Linked DNA regions of Mus musculus: regions 1 and 3 are each linked to region 2. Evidence: chromatin contacts called from public Hi-C and HiChIP or PLAC-seq data. All regions are on one chromosome and are shown on one strand. The core of a region is the stretch at or near the end of the contact, and the rest is flanking DNA. Distances in the headings are between cores, read along the strand shown.

Region 1 (3,882 bases), core at 540-3,039, 230 kb before region 2:
TTTGACTTCGCTTTCTGCACAATTTTCAAAGGCTACTAACTCATTTTGGTGAATGAACGTCCTTTTGATTTTAAGAACTCATAATAAAAATATATATTTACAACCTCCTATAGTTCATCTAGTCAAGGAATTATTTCATATGAATGTGTAATATTTTTCAGCCTATCTTGATAATAAAATTGAGCAATGTAATCAATATGTAAACAAAATCAAAATTTCAAGGGTCGGTTCCTTTATTTCAAATGTAAACATTTACTTTTATATGTATGCCTGTGTGTGTATGTGCATTTGACTGAAGGTGCTCAGAAGTCAAAGGTATCATATCCCCTGCAGCTGAAGTTAGAGTGAGCTGCCCAATGTGGGTGCTGGGAACCAAGCGTGGGTCCTCTGTATCTCTCCACCTCAAAGACCTGTTTATAAAGTGGTAATCTCTCCATGTGTGAGGTGGTTGTTTAGAACAACGAAAAGGAAACTGTTCATATCTACTAAAGCACAAGTTTAAAAGGAATTTGAAAATAGTTGTAAAAAAGCTCTTTATAAAGAAGTCAACTCTAGCCAACTCAAGGGTCTAATGTACTCAGACATACCCACATATCGATTAAAGATAGTTTATTGTTTTTAGAAATAGGGCTCAAATGGTTTAGGAACTCCAACCTCAAGGTACTTGAGTCTTAGTTCCTTAATGTGTAAAAAATAATGTTAGACAGCCTTTGAAGTACTTTTTATGGGGCTATTACTACAACCAACTGTTAAACAGCTAAGTAACAACTGCCTAGTACCTAAGCAACTGTTAAATAAAGTACTCAATCGTTTTTAAGTATCCTTATAAACCCAAGCTGGCCAAGAGCCACCTTGGTAGTATCATTAGCTCTATGAAAGCAACCGTCTGGATAAGCATTTGGCAGAGATAGCGCAAGCTGATCAGGCACAAGTCGCAAGAGTTGTGTGATGACATAGGTGACAATTAGCTGGCGAAAGTTGGGGAAAAGCACTTAATATTTATCATTCTGGAATAGATAGGAATAAAATAATGTTTATATAGTATAAATCGTATATATCAGGAACTATGCAATGTATTATATGCAAAATCCTTCATTGGCCTCACTACAATTCAAATTTGTCTATATAAATGGATAAAATTAAGCACACAAGGAAAATGTATCTAGGAAATACTCAATAGAAATGGAATTATAATCTAGAATTATATCCCTTTAATGTACATGCCCTTACAAACAAACTCTGCATGGGAGTGGAGAGGACCTACCAATCTCTTTCTTTAAAAATGGGAAATAAGAACAACATTTTAGAAAGGCAGTTATAAATTTTGCTTTCAGAATGTTTCAAAAATGTGACATCCAATGAAATTTACTTCCACAAAGTTAATACATCTTACTTAGGTGATTTCTAGTCTTAATGCCTCCCCCTCTTAACATCTAACCTTTTTGATTATTACTAACCCTTTTTATTATTACTAAGTGCTACAACTTTGGGCTGATTAATCGAGGATTCAATTAATGGAGGTCGCATCTCTGCCATTTTCATTTCTTCATCAGAAGAAAGTTCTTCAGATTCCTAGTTTAAAGAAAAAAGGGATAAATACGAGAATTAAACTTTGGACTCTTTAAATGAATTAATATATCATAAAAACATCACAGGGAAACGAAGCAACTGCTCAGACCATGTATAAAAGTGCCTGTTAATGGAAATGGTTGACAAAGCTGCATGACTCAACTTTTTCAAGTGCAGCAATAAACCTACAGTAGTACTGTAACCACAGATTAAAACTTCTCATGGATCATTTCTGGCTCTAAGCCTTATCACTGTATCAGTAGTTGTCACGTGCCAGAGTGTGAGGTTACTGGCAAACAAAAATGACCACAGCACAATCCTGTTTTTCAAAAATTCAACTTCTGGAGTCCCTCAACAGAGCCTTTGCCTAAGTGTTGAGTAGTTTCATAACTATATTTGGCTTCTACGATAGACTACTATTAATGTGAACTATAAATATTTTACCTATTTTGAAAACAGAATTGTTATTTTCCATGTTTATTTCCTGTAATACGCCACAGTTGTTGCAGATTACCTACTACTGAGTAGTGTCAGAAAAGAAAATGACTTGTTAGTCATCAACTATTAATAGAAATTTTAATATCATATGTCATGCAGGAAATGAGCTCTCTTGCCAGTTAAATCATTCCTACATACTAAGATGAAACTAAAGCAAATGCTTTACAAAACTTGTTCCTCTGAAAAAGAAACAAACAGTACTAAGGACTTTTATGTGTTTGTAAGTGCCACAGTAAAGATATGGATAGTGGAGAGATCACTCAGCAATTAAGAGCACTTGCTGTCTTGCAGAGGACAAAGGTTTATTTTCCAGCACCCACATGGTAGCTCTATTTCTTGGTGTACAAAAATACTATTTTAATGAAATAGTTTTCAATCTCTATTCATATCATTATAGATTTATTTTTATTTCTTGTGTATGAATGTTTTGCTTGAATGTATGACTGTGTGTGTGTGTGTGTGATAACCATGGAGGTTAAAAGAGGGTGTTGAGCCTCTGGAACTGGAGTTAAGGGAGAACCAGAGCCACCGTGGAGTTCAGCGAGGCACAGTAGCTCACAGCTATACACCTAGCATGCAAGAGGCTAAGACAGGAGGAGTATCACGAGTTACACCAGCTTGGGCTGCATAGTGAGCTCCAGGACTATCTGGGCTATGGAGACTTAGTCTCAGAAAACTGAGAGTTCTGTCTATGTTTAGCAGTCTCACTTATACCTGAGATATAATTCAATAGAATACTATTCAGACACCATAGAAATAAGATGCAGTTCTGAGAATTACCACAGTATGAACTTCAAGAGAATATGCCAAGGGAAGGAAACGATAAAAGACCACTTACTGAGCAGTAATAGACAAATCTATACAGGCAAAGTACTTACTAGTTGCTTAGAGCTGGGGGGGGGGGGCGTGCAAAGCCTTAAAGGGACAAAAAGGATGACATTTCTTTTTCTTTCTGTGGCTATACAAATATTCTGCAAGTAACTGTGGTGATGGTTTTACAACTTTGTAAATTGTTTAAGTCATTAAATTATATGCTTTCAATCAGTACACTTAGAGTTTATCTCTTTTTAAAAAGGCCTCCTGCCTTAAAAAAAAACCAAAAACAAAACCTACAACTTTTAATAGTAGAGATTATATTTAGGTTCTTAGACACTGAACAAGGGTAACATTCAATGATGAATGCTTATGTAAGTTAAATGATTGGGTATACCCATAATAGGTATTTTCTCTTGTCCCACCCCCCCTTTTTCACAGTGCTGAGGACAGAATCCAGGGCCTATGCCAGCTGAGGCACTACTACCACTGATCTACATCTTCAATTTTCATTTTGATGTTACAGAAATAAAACCAAGGACTGAGGATGCAAAAGACAGAACATGAGCCTCTCTTATGTACAACTAACTGAACTTGATTTCCATTACTGCAAAAAATAAAGACATAAAAGCAACTGTGATTATTCACTTTACATGACACATCATTATCTAATTTACTTACTAGTCATTTACTTACAAAGAGTTAAAAAAATTAAATTTCAAGTGATGAGTGATATTTTGGCAGTCTGAAATTTCTCAAGGATACCTCAATATAAATACATGTTAGTATTTTCTGCAGTCATATTATCAGGCTTCTGTTGTTTACAACAATAAAATTCTACATAGAAAACTCTCATGATTATGTCAGAATGAAGTTATACCTCAAAAACATCATCATGGTTAACAATATGCTTCAGGTTTCCAGACAACTTCATACTTGCAGTTACTGGCAAATTTCCACCATTGGTCTCAGCTTCAGGCTCACTCATTTTCTGTACAGAAT
Region 2 (4,002 bases), core at 693-3,192:
ACATTCCTGCCTGCGGCGGTGTAGGAAGACATGGCCTGAAGAGGAGATGCCGCCTCCCTCCCCAACGTCATTCTGAGCCGAATCCTGGAACCACCAGCTCTGAAAAGAATTGGAAAAAAAAGAAAAAAGAAATTAGGGACTTCTGTTGGCTGGGAGCTAAAATGTAAACATATAACACATTCCGACACCAAGTAAGAATGTTTCAAAAGGAAACAACAACCCTTTCCTAAAGGAAAAAAAATGAGTGAACATATTACTTAGTATTTCTTATTTTCTTGCATAATTATAGTTTTAGTGGAATTTTTACTATTCAAATGTGGACTTGAATATATGAAATCATACAGAAGGAAGTTAGCTGATACATGACAACTGTCCTTTAAGAATTAATCTTTCATGTGCTAGTTTCTAAGAGTACGTTTATTTAAAAAAATTGTAGGCTTTACTAAAAAACATTACAAATATTCTCTTTTTCATGTTAGATATCAATCTCCCCCGTAATTTTATATAAATAAAAATAGTAATTTGCCTCTGCTAGAGATATCACATTGTGATAAAAGAAAAACTGCCAGTAAGGAGGTCGGTCCTTATTTCTTTAGATATTACAACTAAAATATCCTGACTCTTGGCTGTATGAGTATTTCTCTCTCTCCTCTCCCAACTCCAAACCTCACCCCAATTTTATAGCTTAGAAATAGAAAATGTCATATTTACTAGACAACAAGTTGCATAGTCAATGTTTAGGCACTGCTCAAAATGTTTTCCATACCGTGAATCTCAGACATTGAGCAGTCCTTTAAAGACATAGTCTGTGGCCATTCTCATGTACTGATAAAGACACTAAGGCTCACCAAGTCATCTGCACAGTGTAACCTGTGTGGCCCAGCCAGTCACACAGTGAGCACTGGCATTAGAAATCAGGCAGCACGGATCTAGAACCCCACTCCTAGCCATTATGCTCGGCTTAATTTCTCTTAGCCTCAGGGAGTAGTTCTCCCTGTTGATCAGTGAGGTAACTGAGGCTCCGAGGCTAACTTGAATAAGGTCATTTAAGGTCATTTGCCCACATGACACCCAGTACATGCGTGCAGCTCTGTGAGGGGCCCTGAGGGTAAGATGACAGTCTGTCCAGGCTCCTGATGTTCTAATAAGGAAGAGAAGCCGCAGGGACAAACTAAGCAGCAGTGCTTTGTGATGGGCACTAAGTTAGAGCACATAGGGCGAGGGGACTCGGAAAGACTCCACGGTGGGGAGTGGGAAAAGTCAGTGTCCTAAAAGAACTGGGTCCTAGTTAGACTATCCAAAGGCAAAGAGCATGTGACCGAGAAAGCTGAAGGATAAAGAGGAAGCGGCCAATGTGGAGTCTTGGGACTCATTCGAGACACACAGCGTTGATCTGTGGCTGTCTGAGGTTGGTCGGATTCAGTCGCTTTTGTCTTTTCTGCAATGCTAGAGATTGGAACTGTGGCCACATGCATGCAAGGTGACTGCGCTATCACTGACCACTACCCAGCGGCTGCTCTCAGACTTATTCAAGGGAGCACTGACAGGGTTTCACTGGTGAGACCTGATAAGCTTATATGTCTTAGAGAATGCTCCTATTTCTCCCAATGATAGGATACAGACTTAGAAAATGGGAGAACTGCAGTGATAGTTAATTGCAGAGGTAGAGACAATACACCTTGGTGTAAAGGTAGCATGGTGCAAAGACTCAAGGGCAACGCTCAGGTTTCAGAGAGAACACAGCAGACTTGCAGGGGAAGGAGAAGGTAAACTGTGACCTGCTATATGTGCACAGGCATGCAGGCGGAAGTCACTGATCTTAAAGGTGGCTGCACTTACAGGATGGCTAAGCTGACTCAAGAAGTATGGACTGATTCATAGAGTCAGTGAGGCCAGGACTGCCGGGAACTAGGCCAAGCTGGGGTTGAGAGGAGCTATGAGACAGAGCAGCGGACAGGAAGTGAGTGTGTACCAGAGTCAACTGTGCAGACGGGAAGAGCCTCAGTGAGGCTAAAGGAGCTCAGTGCTTGGCTTTGGCAAGAGCCGTGAGCAGGAGCGCTAGCTAGGCTACGAGGCTGAAGGAGGAAAGTGTGAGAGAAACGCGGTTAAGGAAGTGAGGGGAGCCAAAAGCCAATGGGCCAAGCACAAGAGCGATACCCTGTGGACAAGCGAGATCCACACTGACCTCACCTCCTCTCCACAACACTTCTGATGTGAAACTGGCTGAGGCTCACAAGACTAGCACTCTGTTTTTTCTGGTATATGTTTACTTCTTTTGTTATCAGTAGAATAAGATTAAGACTGTTCTAAAACCTGCCCATATGTATGTATTAAGGTATAATTTAAATATTTATCTACTTAAATGAATTTAAATAATTTGTTCTTTTTCTGAGATAAAGAAAATATTTTAAAAACACTTAAAAACAGCTGTTACTGAAACACCAATAAAAAACTGGCTAAAATATGTAAAAGTTAAGAAGGCTTCTTAACTCATATTACTTAGTATGTCACAAAATGTATGATTCAATCCTTCAAAAACTAACACTGGAAATCAAAGATGCAGTTTGGATTCTGCAGCCAAGCACACCTATGGCTCTTGTAGAAGCTTGAAGTTGGGCACCGATGTTGAGCAGCTCATGACTGCTATAACATCCTCTCTGGAGTCTGTGGATACTGTGTGCAGGTGTACACCTCTCCATCTCAGATACACCAATATACACATCCTTAAAAAAACCTAATAAAAAAAACAATAAGTCAGAAAAAAAGACACGGGTTATAGTAACATGCAAGAGAAGGGTGAGAAACCTCAAGAAATAACCCAAAGGCCTGCGCCAGAGCGAGAGACATGGAGAACTGCACCGATGTTCCAAAAAGAAATCTTTTTATGGTTTTACCTAGAATCAAAATGTCCATTCAATTAAAACATAGAAGATAACAGAACACAATTTCCCCATAGCTTCAGGAGGGAATGGGATATAAAACATGGATAGAGCAGTTTAAGAGCAATGAAGCTCCAATCTCTGCACAATTAAAGGCACAGGCAAGGGCAGTGCTGTGACCGTGAAAACACTACACATTTGATCAATGGCTGGGGCAGAAGAGATGGCCCAGCAGTTAAGAGCACTTTCTGCTCTTCTAGAGAATCCAAGTAGCTCACAACTGCCTGTAACTCCAGCTCCAAGGAATTCAAAACCTTAGGTCCCTAGCCTCTGAAGGCACCCATATTTATATATATATATATATATATATATATATATATATATATATATATATATACACACACACACAGAGAAAGAGAGAGAGAGGAAGGAAGAGACAGACAAATAAGAAAAAACTTCTAAGAAAAAAGTGAACCCTTAAATGTTTGGCTCAAGAAAAAAATCTGAAGAGCAGAAATAATGGAGTCTAGCTTGGATAGACTGCCTATGTGAACACTGGAGTCAGCCACTTGTTGGCTGGACCTGGGAGCAGAAACAAGTCTTTAAATATGGAGAGGACCAACCACCTTGTTGGAAGAAGACAGCAAATGCAAGCCTCAGAATGCTAAAGCCACACTGGGAGCCTCAAAGAGTTGGTTTCTTTGCTCTGGTGATCAACCCAAGGTCACGTGTACGTGCTGTGCAGATGTAGACAGTGGTGGAGAGGTTGGTCTGGAGTGGCACTGCGGGCCAACCTGGCAAGGAGGAAGCAGAGACAGCTGTGTTTTCCCTTACTGTGTAGTATAGGGTGTGGGAAGGGGGACAGGTACAGAGGAAATACTTTCTTCATGGTCAGGCGAATTTCAGTAGCGAGCAGAAAAGAAAGGAAGGGCTGCAGCCGACCCCGATAAAGCTAGCCTCATGCCTGGGACACACCAATGCGGAAGTCTAGAGCACAGCGGTGGCTCAGGTGTGCGTGGCCTTCCTGCCATTCATCTAGCTCCTAGTCACACACACTTTTTCTTCTTTTCTTATAGTATTTCTTTTAGCATTACATGATTTGTATGCATCCTGAAATTCACCC
Region 3 (4,037 bases), core at 384-2,883, 150 kb before region 2:
TTTGAACTAAAGGAAGTCAACTCTTTTTCCTCAGGTTTCTGGTAATTATTCTGGTAATATCTGATTAAACACCAATTTAAGCTTAAGCTACATCTACCTATAGTTAATATTTATTTAAAATACAGTATTACCTGTCACTTCCCTTACCACAAAAGTACTTGGAGGCAGGGGGAGCAAATTAAACTTTAAAAGACACACACAATTGAAACACTACTAAGGGAAAAGACAGCAGGGTTTACTGCAACCAAAATTAGTTCTACCCATAAAGAAAACTCCATCGGTTCAGAAGCGTCCCTAGGTCTGACTGGTGGAATGTCTGCCATGCTTCACGAATTCCTGCCCGAACAGTCCGTACCTATCACTTATTAGGCAGAAGCAAACAAAAACAGATGGGCCAACACACATACAACTGCAAAACAGCGCCGCTTTTTCCGCACAGTGTGACTCTTCTGAAAATTTTAAGGGTTTTATTTCGCTTCCCTTCCAGTGTTGTTCCTATTCGGAACTGCATACAAGTCCTGACCAATCAACTACTTGCAGGTGTTTGGCGTTTTGTTTTGTTTTTGTAGCCATATCCTTCTCCGTCCTCATCCCTAATCTTTACGACATTCTGTTTCCTAGAACGCCAGTTTCAAGAAAAATCTAGCAGCTACTCTTCAATCAAGTAACCAAACAAGCACTGTTAAGCTACTGACTGAAAAGAACGCACGACTTACTACTACTACAAGCGGCGCCTTCGCTGTCCAGAAAAAGCAATCGGGAATGGCAGGCAGCCGGTTTCTAAAGTCCAAAGAACCAGACGTGTTCTACCGAAACGACCTCCGCGTAGGATTAACGCGAAAACCAAAACAATCGGCACCAACATAAACAAATGTGGCAGCCATCTCAGGGAGAGGGAATCAATCTCTCCCCGCAGCCAGAAGACTCAACTTTCTTCGGAAACAAAAGTTGCCAGCCTCAGCAACTTGATATACAATGTATACGTCCCGGAGCACTAAAACTTCTGGCCCTCCTGCTCAACAAAGGAACTCTTTCTTCCGATGGCTGAAAAACTTTTCGTCCCACCGCATTCTTACAATCCCCGTCTTAAAAAGAAAGGAATCCAGACGGTAGACGGGGCGAGGGGGAGAAATCAGTTCTACTATTCGGCGGCTAAAATGCCAAGGCACGGGAGAAAGAAGGGAGACGAGTCGGGCAGAGCGAGGTGGACTAAAGTACCGTCGCTTCCGGCCCACGAACTTGGCTCGACGCTTCCCGTAAAAGAAAGAAAAAAAAAGAAAGAAAAGAAATTACCTCTCAGGGTGTCTCAGGGCAGCCGTCCCGAGGCTCGGCTTGACATGGTTCCCTGCCCTTCCTCAGTGGCTCCGGGCCCCGCCGAGGCTCCCGTGAGGACGAGGCGGATGTGGAGCTGCCGCCCGGCCGGCCGCAGCAGTGCGGCTGCTCCGGTGGGGGCTGGGGTGCGGGCTGGCTTCCTGCTCGCGACTTGTGTCAGGAGTTTCCCAGCCCCGGCTCGCTTCTCCGCCGAAGGAAAAAACTTTTCACTCGTGACACCGCCCGGAATTGCCGTGCGAAACTCACTTCCTGCCTGGGTGAAAAGCAGGCTCCAGCTCGGGGCCCGGGAACCCGGAACCCCGGGGTGGCGCGCCGCGCCGCCGAGGGGGAGGGGACGGCGCCCGCCCCGAGCCGCGGAACCTCGCGCGGCCCACGGGGGGCGAGGACGCGGAGCTCGGCCGGCCTGGGCCGCACTAGGCCTCCGCCCCCACAGCCGCGCCGCGCGGGTATTGTCTCGAGTGCGCCGGCCGCGCCCTGCGCCCGCCCGGCCCCCGCCGCTCCGAGCCGGAGCCGACCGGCCGCGCAGGCTGGAAGGCGACCGTCCGTCGGGCGGTCCGACCGGCCGGCCCTGTCTCTGCCACTCGCGCTCGAACCCTCCGGGCTTCCCGCCGCCGTCCCTGCGCTCTCCTCCGTCCTCTTTCCCTGCGGTCGCGGCCGCGGCGGCGCGGTCTCCTCGGGAGCTCGCGGGCCCGCGCCGGGGGCCCAGGCTGCGTCGCGCGCCGCCGCGCCACCTTCACTCTCGAGCGGGAGACGGAGAGGGGAGGCGAGGCGGAGGAGAGAAAGGAGGAGGCGGACCCGGGCCGGGCCGGGGTGGAGGGAGTTTCTGCTTCACAGGCCTCGGCGGCAACAGCGCCACCGCCCCGGCGGCTAAGGGGGCCGAGGCTGCGCGCGGCGGCGGCGGCGGCGACGGGGGCGGGGCGGGCTCCCGCGGGGGCGCCCCAACCGCCCACAGCCAGGCGAAGGCCGGCGCGAGCCAGTCAGCGCGCACGGGGTCTACGCGGTCGACGTCGGCGGCGGGGGGCGCGGGCCGGGGGCCGCGGGCCGGCGGGGAGGCGCGCGGCGGGAGGCCCGCCACCCACCCTCCCGAGGCCCGGGCCGCCGGGCTCCCCTCCGCCCCCCACGACCCCGCGAGGCCTCCGCCGCCCGGGCCGATCGAGTTTCTTTGTACGACCGTAATTGGTGCAAAGAGGTTGTTCGAGTGCAGCCCCGATTTCCAGGCAGCAGGTATCTCTTTCAGCTGCAGCACTCCGACGCCTCTAATGGCACGCTCAGGTTGCAGGAAACCACCGCCGCTGCTCCGTGCAGCTTCTTCCCACGCCGGGCCGGCCTCCGAGCTTGCTGCAAGCGGCGACGCGGCCGGGGGCCCCTCCGAGGAGACAAAGCTGGTGCTGGGAGGCGGGGAGCGTGGCCCGCGAAATTGCCTCAAGACGGTGCCTTTGTTAGAGGAAACATTGGATGCACTCCGAGCGCCGCGAAGCCTTCCAGCCCCTACGCTTTCGGGCGTGCAGTCGTTCAGTCAGTCGCGCTGGCCCTGGTAGTTCTGCCTGGCAGGGTTTGCGTTTATTGCAGAGAGAGACTTAAGCATTCTGTCAACACATATGGCTTAGAAAGCTTCAACCATAACATTGCCGTTTTTACAGTTACTGCTTTAAGTATGTTAGCAGACAGAACATCCTTGTTTTACCCGAGGGAATGGAATAGATTCTGGGCAAACCATCGTCCACCCCCACTCTGCTGTATTAACTATGCACAGGGATGGTAATTAGCCTCTGGGTCCTTCAAGCCACTGGTTCAGTTCTTCCGTCTGTAGCCCAGAGATAATTATTCATCACCAACTTTGAATAAAAAGCTATATGCCTTACAGATGAGTTTTGGCTTGCATCCAAGGGAAAGAGTTCACGAAGTCCACCAAAGAATTATTTACTAAAGTTGAGTTCTACGCCAGAGACAAATACTTGGAATAATTCCAAAGATATTCAAATCATTTTGAATTGAAGTGGAAGCATTTTAACTACACCCAAAACTGCTAGAATTAACTAACACGAGCGTTAGATTCTTAGCCCGTAGAGGACAGTGGTACCAGGGTTTCAGAGCGGTCTCTGAAAAACATTCGATGACAGCCCCGGGAATGGCAGAACTGGTCATTTCATCTTGGGAATCTATTTTATACTAATAGGGATCTTAGCCATTGTATATTTTAAAAACGGTGTATTTGTACAGACTGTTTCAACGGACATGAGAACGTTTTGTTTTACACCATCTTTGGAAAATGTTTGGAGTTTGATCAGAGCTCAATGGCAAGGCTATGATCAAAAGGTCTCTATCCTAAAGTGTCCTGGATGAAGCAGCCTCCATCCAGTGAGATCCCTGTTGACTCCTGGGATTCCAGTACTACTGCATCCTGTAGCTTTAGACCCTACTAAATGTAACTGCCTATGTAGTTTAGTAGTAGAAACCATGCCCTGGGTTTGATCTCCAGCACCATGTGAGGAAAGGGATAGTAGGATAGATTGAAACAAACCTAACCCCAGCCTAAATAACAGGAAACCCCCAACTCTAGGTTAAAACTTGCCCTGGTCCTAGCCTTTTTTAATGTAAATTCCTGCTGGGGACTATTGTGACTACCACTCTGACTAAAAGTCGCCATAACTCACCTGAAATTCTGTCAGTCGCACTTATTCCCTCGGGGTTTATTTCTCTAGAGC

The links. A called contact is a pair of places that touch in the nucleus more often than the background predicts. HiChIP or PLAC-seq counts read pairs in DNA pulled down with a chosen protein or histone mark.
Region 1: a Hi-C map of bone marrow-derived macrophages shows a contact between it and region 2, with 20 read pairs. The contact joins two enhancer-like sites. A contact is called at or near these places in 9 of 484 Hi-C or Micro-C datasets (LSK cells, Th2 cells, bone marrow-derived dendritic cells and 6 more), 2 of 115 datasets of contacts at active chromatin or transcription factors (astrocytes and microglia) and 2 of 9 other capture datasets (liver and pancreatic islet).
Region 3: an H3K27ac HiChIP or PLAC-seq map of heart atrium shows a contact between it and region 2, with 2.7 times the contacts expected there. The contact joins the promoter of Erbin here to the enhancer-like site in region 2. A contact is called at or near these places in 12 of 39 promoter capture datasets (the 3T3-L1 cell line, the C10 cell line, the HPC-7 cell line and 7 more), 1 of 15 datasets of contacts at CTCF or cohesin (pro-B cells), 8 of 484 Hi-C or Micro-C datasets (the C10 cell line, the G1E-ER4 cell line, the HPC-7 cell line and 4 more), 11 of 115 datasets of contacts at active chromatin or transcription factors (the HPC-7 cell line, the SCID.adh cell line, bone marrow-derived macrophages and 7 more) and 3 of 9 other capture datasets (adipose tissue, liver and pancreatic islet).

Annotation. Positions count from the first base shown.
Region 1 is chr13:103,839,697-103,843,578 of GRCm38.p6, forward strand. Erbin (Erbb2 interacting protein) reads right to left here. Exons shown (of 26, transcript NM_001289473.1): 18 at 3,761-3,882; 19 at 1,458-1,572. Among named protein-coding and RNA genes, the nearest start is that of Gm52054, 67 kb to the left of the region's middle. Within about 2 kb of position 1,790, at least 50 of the 459 cell types and tissues checked have an H3K27ac peak or open chromatin away from gene starts, as enhancers often do. A contact at or near this core is called in bone marrow-derived macrophages, where this site is marked.
Region 2 is chr13:104,072,924-104,076,925 of GRCm38.p6, forward strand. Nln (neurolysin (metallopeptidase M3 family)) reads right to left here. Exons shown (of 13, transcript NM_029447.2): 2 at 1-99. Among named protein-coding and RNA genes, the nearest start is that of Nln, 35 kb to the right of the region's middle. Within about 2 kb of position 1,943, at least 83 of the 459 cell types and tissues checked have an H3K27ac peak or open chromatin away from gene starts, as enhancers often do. A contact at or near this core is called in the SN4741 cell line, Th1 cells, bone marrow-derived macrophages and 6 more, where this site is marked.
Region 3 is chr13:103,918,953-103,922,989 of GRCm38.p6, forward strand. Erbin (Erbb2 interacting protein) reads right to left here and starts at 1,634. Exons shown (of 26, transcript NM_001289473.1): 1 at 1,294-1,634. It overlaps D130037M23Rik, which reads left to right. Exons shown (of 1, transcript XM_006517803.4): 1 at 1-4,037. The coding sequence starts at 1,041. The coding sequence ends at 2,870.